2 separate regions of the Mus musculus genome follow, and region 1 is linked to region 2. Evidence: chromatin contacts called from public Hi-C data. All regions are on one chromosome and are shown on one strand. The core of a region is the stretch at or near the end of the contact, and the rest is flanking DNA. Distances in the headings are between cores, read along the strand shown. Region 1 has its middle 66 kb from the start of 4933412E24Rik. Region 2 has its middle 91 kb from the start of Gm36819.

Region 1 (4,213 bases), core at 1,436-3,935, 37 kb after region 2:
GTTCTGTGCTCCCGGGCTTCATATTTATGACTTAGGCACCTACATGTGGTGAGCTTTGAGGTTCAGCTCCTGGGTGTACTGCTTTCTAAAGTGATTCTCTCTCTCTCTCTCTCTCTCTCTCTCTCTCTCTCTCTCTCTCTCCCCCCCCCCTCTCTCTCTCCCTCCCTCCCTCTCCATCCATCCATATATCTATATATCTATATAATCTATATGTCTTAAACATGTAAAGTAAATCTAATTTGAAAGTTATAGCAAACATGACAACAAGGAACTCTACTTCTTGCTTGTGGGTTCTAGTACTTTTGATCGACAGAAGAAAGCTAAATGATAGGCAAAACTTGGGCTAGGGCACTTAAAACTGAATTAGTTGCAGCTCTCTGAACTCTTTCTGTGACTGTGCACAAATCACAGGAGCGGGGCTGAGCCATTGACGTTATAGTTCTCTTTAGTCCCTTAAGGATAACTGCCTTTAGCTGTTTGAACATCTGTGATCTAGCCTTTGTAGTCACTTTGTAGCCACTTTGTAGTCTTTGCTAAATATGAATTACAGCCCTTCAGAAATAGTTTTATGGATTCCCCCCCCCCCGAGAATCTTTGTTTCTTTGCATAGCATGCGAGTTTTTAAAAAATAATCTATCCTTTGACAGTTTTATAAACTTATATAATACATTCTGACCACATTCAGACCGCTATCCTCACAACCCCTACTCTCTTGCCACTGAGTTCTTATCCTACCTTTCTGTCTTTTTCGTCTTACTTTTGTTTTTGATCCACTGTGTCTGACTAGGGCCATTCTCGTGGCATACTCAGATAGGTTGAGGTAGCTTCAAGGATCTTCTTAGCCAACACTTCCTAGGGACATGGGACACTGGGAGTTTTGTTCAATAACATGTGGCTTCTGGGTCAACATTATCCATTCATATATGGTATTTCTGTTAAATGTGTTTTTCTTTTTCTTCTTTTTTTTTTAAGAGTATAAAATAGGCTTCCATGTGACGAACTTCAATATCCATCCTTAGTTTTGGTCAACCTGCATCCTATACTTCATCTTCTCTCCCACTCACTATCCTCATCCCTATTTAGACCTTGCCACATTCAGTGTTCTCTCCTATTTTCATATTACCTGTTCTACCACCTCTACTCCCTCTTAAGGCTCTTCCCCTTCACTCTCGGCTGTGTCCTCTTGGTCACTTTCAGGTTTCTACAGATGTTAAATAAATCTAAAAGTTAAATAAATCTAAAAAAAATCAAGGCTCCAGGGGCAGTATCATCAAACCTGGGGAGAAAGAACATAAGGAACAGAGGATGGAGGAGTGAGTGCCATGAACATGATGTGGCCATTACTTACATGAATTCAGAGAAGCCCCACTTCTTGCACAAGATCTCCATAAGAACAAGAGAGTTAAAATTTGAGCATAAAGCAGGAAGGGGCTCCTAAGCTCCCTCCCTAATTGAGGTGTTAGTGGCAGTTGGTGGCTGCTGAAGGAGGGAAAGTCATTTCTCTTCTGGGGTAACAGTTATTGGTAGGTTACCTCTGGCGCAGTACATGAGCCCACACACATACAAATATGGGAAGCATTACTTACACTCTTAGTGGTCTACTAGAACACAAATTAGACAGGAAAACAGGGGGTCGTGGAACTATGTGGCTGGAGTGTGGGAAAAGCTGGAGGGAGGAAGTGGGAAGTGGACACGACCAAGATTACATGGCATACAGGTCTAGAATGAAAATAAAATATAGGAAATAAAAATTCACATATGAAAGAGAGAACATGCAAGGTTTGTCTTGCTCCACCCAGGTTGCCTCTCTCAATATATACTATTTTCTGATTCCATCCATTTCTTTATTACTGAGTATCCATTCATCAGCTCACTTCGTATCACACACTAGGCATATTAGCAGGCCTTTTTCCAGCAGCTCTGAAATTGGGATTTTTTTCCTAAGTCACCTGAATTTAAGCTGAATGTTTAGTTTTCTGTGTGCTACTGTCTCCCTCGTTGATCTATAGTTATTATTTTGATACATACCTGGCCTCCTGAGGCTACTCCTATTTCTGTATTGATTTTGGTAAACAGGAGACTTGGGAAGAGATTTTGCTCAAACAGCTGGAATTCATGAAGCTTCCTGGAATTCATGAAGCTCCCTGTTCCTGCTCATGGGTATCTTTTAGACACTGTGTTCTGTCAATGTGCAGGTCGTCCTTGAGACTGTATTCTGTTCATTGGCTATTCACAGATTTCTCATCAGCCATGGATGTTTTGAGAGTTTCGGCGTTGTTCTATGGCTCGAATCTCTCTCTCCTCCCTGAGCATTCAGGCTGTGGTCAGGTCTCTGACTTCAGGCAGAGCTTCTTCTGCCTGCCTACCTCCTGTTACATACTTTCTGCCTGCAAATCTAATTTTTCCTCTCTGGAGAAATGTCTGATGATTTTTACTTTCACTTTCAAAATAGTAATAAGAATTTAGAGGTTGTTTTTTTGATGAAAGCAATGACTCTTCACTTGAGGCTACAAACAGTTTTCTATGAACAAGGGATAAACTGGGCATTTCTGCCTCCATTGTGTGTGTGTGTGTTTGTGTATTTTGCTCTCTGCCATGCTTTCCTGCAGTCACTTTAGATTTCAGAGACAATCTGGTAGATCAGCAACCTCCTCTTCCTGTTCCCCCCTGCTTCTACCCCTCCCTCCTGCTTCTCTTCCTCTTTTGTAGTATTCAGGGTCTCCTACATACTATGTCAGTGCCCTAATACTGAACTATATCCCTAGGCTTCCTTTTTATTTTTGAGACAGTTACCAGTTTGGCCTTGAACTCACTCTGTGGCCTAAGTTGACCTTAGACTTGTAACGTTCATATCTTAGACTTTCAAGTAACTATGACTATAAGTCTGTGCTATCAGGGCTTGCTTCTGACAAAAGCCAAATCTAACTTCTGTACAGTTATTTTCTTACTGAGTCAAGGCTTAACTGACCAATCCTGAGTGATCAGTAAGATAGCATTCTGAACAAGGCTAATCAAGTATAAATGCTTCTCCACTCTCATTTCTATTCCTTCCCCATATCATCTTGAAAGTCATTGGTCAGTACTTCCCTAACTGGACAAAGGACACTTGTTTCTTTTGTCCTTAGTACAGTCACACTGATTAAAATTTTTACTCCCTTTAAACATTAATTTTTCTTTTGTCTCTTGGCCAAGTGCTTGGATCTGATTTATTGGGTCACCTAACAAATATTAAGCACCTGATCAGGGACTTCTGTACAAAAGCTCTTCTGATCCAACTTTTTAGTACCTGCTGTTCTTAGTAAAAAAAAAAATACCGCATCTCTCATCCATTTCCCTCCCTCCCTCCCTCCCTCCCTCCCTCCCTCCCTCCCTCCCTCCCTCCCTCCTTCCCTCCCTCCCTCCTCCCTCTCTTTCCTTCCTTCCTTCCTTCCTTCCTTCCTTCCTTCCTTCCTTCCTTCCTCCCTCCTTTCCTTTTCTTATTCATTAAAAATTGCAGTCTTTCCAGTTTATTTCTTGCCTTTGTTTGGATTCTAGTAGCTTACAGTGAGGTGCTTGTGATAATTTTGTTGACCTTTTACATGTAAGTGCTCAAAGGTTTTTTTAAAAAAATATATTGTATTTTTAATGACTACAGTAACAGAATTTGATTGCTTTATAAATAATAGTTTGATCATAATGGGTCAGAGAAGAGAAACCAGGACTGGGCATGAAGAGTTCTCTTAGGACAAAGGTTAGAGGCTGGGGCAGAAAAGTCTTAATCTAGTTGAGGGGTGGAATGGACTGAACTCACACTGTACTAGAGTATACACAGGGAAGGGGGTTTAACAGATGTGCAACAGTCACCACCAACAGATGGAAAGAATGCCGGCTTCTTTATAGTAAGGGGTGCTTTGTGTTTGTGAGCCATCTTATCAAGTGTAGTTGTTGGTTTATATTGAAACTTTTTCCCCTCTCCAGATTATAGCATATGCAAAGGAGCATATTTCCCCAATGTCTACCATATTGCTAGCCCTAGAATAGCCAATGTCTGTATGTATGTGTGTATATATATATATATATATATATATATATATATATATATATACATATATATATACACACATATATGTATATATACACAAATGTGCATATACATCACATATGCACAGATACATATACGAATATTTATATGTATATGCACCTATGTGTATATATGTATATATAAATACTGTTA
Region 2 (4,422 bases), core at 776-3,275:
TTCACTTACCTTCAATGAGCCACATTCATCTTCATACCCCCATTAATAGCTCCCAGTTACAAAACCTTTACAGTGAGGATTGTTGCTTTGCTGCTTCGGGTGACAGTCCTATTTATTTCCTCAGTAACATCGACATGGGAAGACATGCATCTTAGCATTTACATGACTAATTCTGGCAATCCCAAGACCCAAATATTCTGATGTTTGCTTTATGGGTGTGAGAAAGGATCTGAAGACATGTTTGGTACCCAGGCCTGGTTCTATGTCTTGCACACTGCTGATAAAGCTCTCTTTAGTAAAGAGAGTGGGTGAGAAGTTGTTGGCATCAGGTTCCTAAGAGCCAGGATTCCTCTTCTTGTAGCCTGCACTCCTCAGGTTAAGCTCAGTACCAGCCCTAGACACAGCCTTGTTCCATCCCCCTCACCCACCCTGTGTCTTGTTCTCTTGCCACCGTGGGTATGGGGAGGGTTATAGAGTGCTGCTGGGACTGCATCTCCTTGCAGATCTTTTCATATAACATTTAATGGCTGGTAATGACTCTGACCCCAGCAGCAACCATCTATTGAACTTCAACTTGGCATTTCAATTAGCGTACTGATTGTTGGGCTTAGCTTTTCATATGTTTGTGAGGGAAGCTTTAGTGTGAGAACAGTCAGCTAAGGGACTGATTAGCATGGTGCTTCTTGGGGGGGGGGGGATAAACGACCTTATTACTACTGCTTTGATTGTGAGGAGAAGTTGAGTCTTTCAGACATTTCTCTGCATAGAGAGGGGCTCATTGCCTGCAGCCTCTGGAATATGTTGAAGACAGGGAGAGTTTCTTTCTTCTTGTCCTCTTTCCTCCCCTCTCCTTTCCCCCTTTCCTCAATTATATATATATATATATATATATATATATATATATATATATATATATTTTATTTCCTCTGGTAAAGCCTTTGCTAGAAGAATGGGAACTCCAGTTCTCCTTGATTCATGAAAATAGACAAGGTCAGTTAATAGTTGAATTTGAAACTACACACACACACACACACACACACACACACACACACACACACACAGACATACAAACACACATGCACATATACAAACACACATAGATACACACATACACACAGATACCGACACAATGGATATATACACAGACATACATACACACACACACACACACACACACACACACACACAGACATACAAACACACATGCACATATACAAACACACATAGATACACACATACACACAGATACCGACACAATGGATATATACACAGACATACGTACACACACACACACACACACACACACACACACACACACACATGCATGTACACAAACACACATAGAGACACACATACACACAGATAGAGACACAACAGATACATCCACAGACATACAGACACATATACACACATATACACATTTAAGACTCATACTGCTTTAAAGCAAATAACTGCATGCTGCAGTGCCCACCTGATGGGCTCTATAAGCCCTCAAACCAGCCTTCACTTTTCTCACCTCATGCCTGGCTTCTTTCGTCTTCAGGGGATAAACTGGGAACTAGGATTTGGGCTAAAGAGACTTAGGCTTAAACTCAGCCTCACTATTTAGTAGCTTTATGAGGTTGGTCATGCTGTTGAGATTCTGAATTTATTTGTTTATCATCAGTGACAAGTCAAGAGGATGGCAGAAGTAGAGGTTTTGGCGTGTACAAGGAGCTCAGTGTCCTCCCTTTCTCTGCAGGATCATCTTCAGCGCCTTTCTTCAAGATCTCAGCCATCTTCCATCATGTTTAGAGTCTGAGTTTCTAGGTCATAGGTTTGATAGAAGGCTGTGAATTATGGTAGGTTTGTGGGGAGACACTCGGAGATCATACTGAAGAGATCTGTTCTGTAGATGCTACACACAAAAATGCAGTGACACAGAAGAGAAGGAAACAACAGAGAGCTGATATAGCCCGGGAGCCTCTAGCATGCCCTCTTTCACTTCCATTTGATTGATGAAGAGCTCAAAGGGCAAAGCTTAATGTGACTCAGACTGGAAATGGTGGAGCCCGATCTTCAAAGCTGGAGTGCTCAGCACCTAAGCAGTCTGTGATGTGGTGAGCAGACTTTTTTTTTTTTTTTTTTTTTTAAACAGACACACACACACACACACACACACACACACACGAATGCACACACACACATGAATGCACACAAACCCCTAGATCCTCAGTGGCTTTTCGCTTTAAGAGTAAAAGCCATTAACCATATTCATATACATTATTGGTAGAATATATTCATGACTCCTGTTTACTGAGTGCTGACATCAAGACCTGCCCAAACACTATGGCACATTCATTTAGTAATCTTAGTGTTTTCAGATTTTAACTCTCTACTCTTTACAAATAAAGAATCAAGAAGTTGTTTGCTCAGTGTCACAATGTGGATTGTCTGCTCATTTGATGTGACAAGATTCTAACAACAGCAACTTCATGAAGCAAAATTTGTTGTCCTTCACTTGGTGCAGACTCAAAAAAGAAAACAATGAACTTTAAAATGGGCCATTTATATTAAAGAGGAATCTTTATGTAATAGCTCTGTTAGTTGAGTCTTAGAAAACAGCTCTTTTGGAATTTGTAGGTATGGCAAGATGGCCAGTGAGCATTTATTTGAGGTAGGGAGATAATTATTTTAGCTAGATTGCAAATGGCTGAAGCAGGTGACTGAGATGTGTTCACAGAGAAGCGATACCACTGACGGGACAAGCTGGTAGCCTGTGCGAGCTGCTCTGTGTGTCTTGTGCAAGCTGCTCAGTCTGTCCTTCCCTGCTGCTGCTCCTTCAGTGCCTTTCCAGTCCAGGGTTTAAGGTGACTGCATTTTGTTAGGAGTGAAATTCTGAACTAGATTAGGGATGGGAATTCTGGAATGATCAGTGTATCTCAATCAATGTCTGGGGAAAAAACTTTCTGAGGGAAGGGCAAATTCCTCCTAAGATGAGTTACAATCTGTGAGAGGAGAGTGATGGAAAGGAGGACAAGCCATGGGCCTGGGACCATTGCCCTTGTTACCAATGATGAACCTAAATAAGTCCATTGGCTTAGTTGTAGATGATATATTTGAATAAAGCCACCCCATAAAGTAAACCCCCCAATGTTCTCTCAATTCTCCCTCCCCTCCCCCTCTCTTGGAAAAGTAGCCACTGGCTCCCTTCTGTTAGACTCTTGGGTGGGAGGGTGAGAATTAGCCTTAGTATCCTCCTAACCACAGAATTCCCTATTATAAGGAAAACAGATCAGAGAAGACATGGCTCATAGTGCTTTCTAATCAGTAGCTTTTCTTGATATTTACAGAACCTTGGGAGCATACAGATAACATCATACCATCCCAAATGGCATCTTCCACGATGCCAGCCTATTTTACATGCCTCACATGACATCTTCTATCATCCCTGTGCCTTTAGTTTCTAGGTGGATTTGTAGCAACTGCAATCCTGTTTGGTTGGCTGGCTCTCCGAGTAAACTTCTTTCCATTGCTCCAGAACTTGTTCTTGAGACATTGACTTCTTCCTGTGATGTGCAAGGAACTCAGGCTCACAGTTACACTGACAGCATCTGCAAGCAGCATGGCTTCCATGGCTCCAGACAGGAAGGCCTGAAGCTACAGACTGACTTAGGGTAGAGGGTCCAGGTCCCACCTATCAGGAAGAGCCAAATAAAGTGCAGAAGTAAGTAACAGAGAATGGACTTTTTGCCTTTGAAGGATACATTGGCTCAGAAAGGTCAAACTTGTTACACATGACACAGTAAACCTTGATGAACAACCTAAGGACTACTTAACTCTCTACCCTCTGTGTGGCTCCTTGCTTTGATGGGGGCTCTGGAAAGGAAGAGAATGGGAGTGTTTGAGAGAGGAAGTGAGAGATTACCATTATTATAGCCAAGGAGCAATTCCAGATGTGTGATGATTGTCAACTAAAAACTTTCTCCAAGTTCCTAGATATCTCCCACTGATGAAGAGGACCTGAATAGGAAGTTAGCAACAATCGAGCAGTGGAAAGTAAGGTCATTTTTCTTTGTTTGTTTGTTTTTGTTTGTTTGTTTGTTTTCATTTTTCCAGACAGGGTTTCTCTGTATAGCCCTGGCTGTCCTGGAACTCACTCTGTAGACCAGGCTGGCCTCGAACTCAGAAATCTGCCTGCCTCTGCCTCCCGAGTGCTGGGATTGAAGGCATGCACTGCCACCAGAACTTAAGAGCTGACTTAGCTCTGCTTCAAATTATTCAGGATGCAAATTTAATTGGTTTTACTTTATCTATCTATCTATCTATCTATCTATCTATCTATCTATCTATCTATCTATCTATCTATCCATCTATTATTATTTATTCTTTATTTTTCTGTTTGGTGTGTGCATGTGTGTGTGTGTGTGTGTGTGTGTGTAT

What was found. A called contact is a pair of places that touch in the nucleus more often than the background predicts.
Region 1: a contact with region 2 is called in a Hi-C map of CD8 T cells, with 1.5 times the contacts expected there. The contact joins two enhancer-like sites. A contact is called at or near these places in 2 of 15 datasets of contacts at CTCF or cohesin (CD8 T cells and the NIH/3T3 cell line), 3 of 484 Hi-C or Micro-C datasets (CD8 T cells and uterus) and 4 of 115 datasets of contacts at active chromatin or transcription factors (CD8 T cells, the SCID.adh cell line, double positive thymocytes and 1 more).

Annotation. Positions count from the first base shown.
Region 1 is chr15:59,948,411-59,952,623 of GRCm38.p6, forward strand. No RefSeq gene overlaps it. Among named protein-coding and RNA genes, the nearest start is that of 4933412E24Rik, 66 kb to the right of the region's middle. Within about 2 kb of position 2,686, at least 68 of the 459 cell types and tissues checked have an H3K27ac peak or open chromatin away from gene starts, as enhancers often do. A contact at or near this core is called in CD8 T cells, where this site is marked.
Region 2 is chr15:59,911,991-59,916,412 of GRCm38.p6, forward strand. No RefSeq gene overlaps it. Among named protein-coding and RNA genes, the nearest start is that of Gm36819, 91 kb to the left of the region's middle. Within about 2 kb of position 2,026, at least 11 of the 459 cell types and tissues checked have an H3K27ac peak or open chromatin away from gene starts, as enhancers often do. A contact at or near this core is called in CD8 T cells, where this site is marked.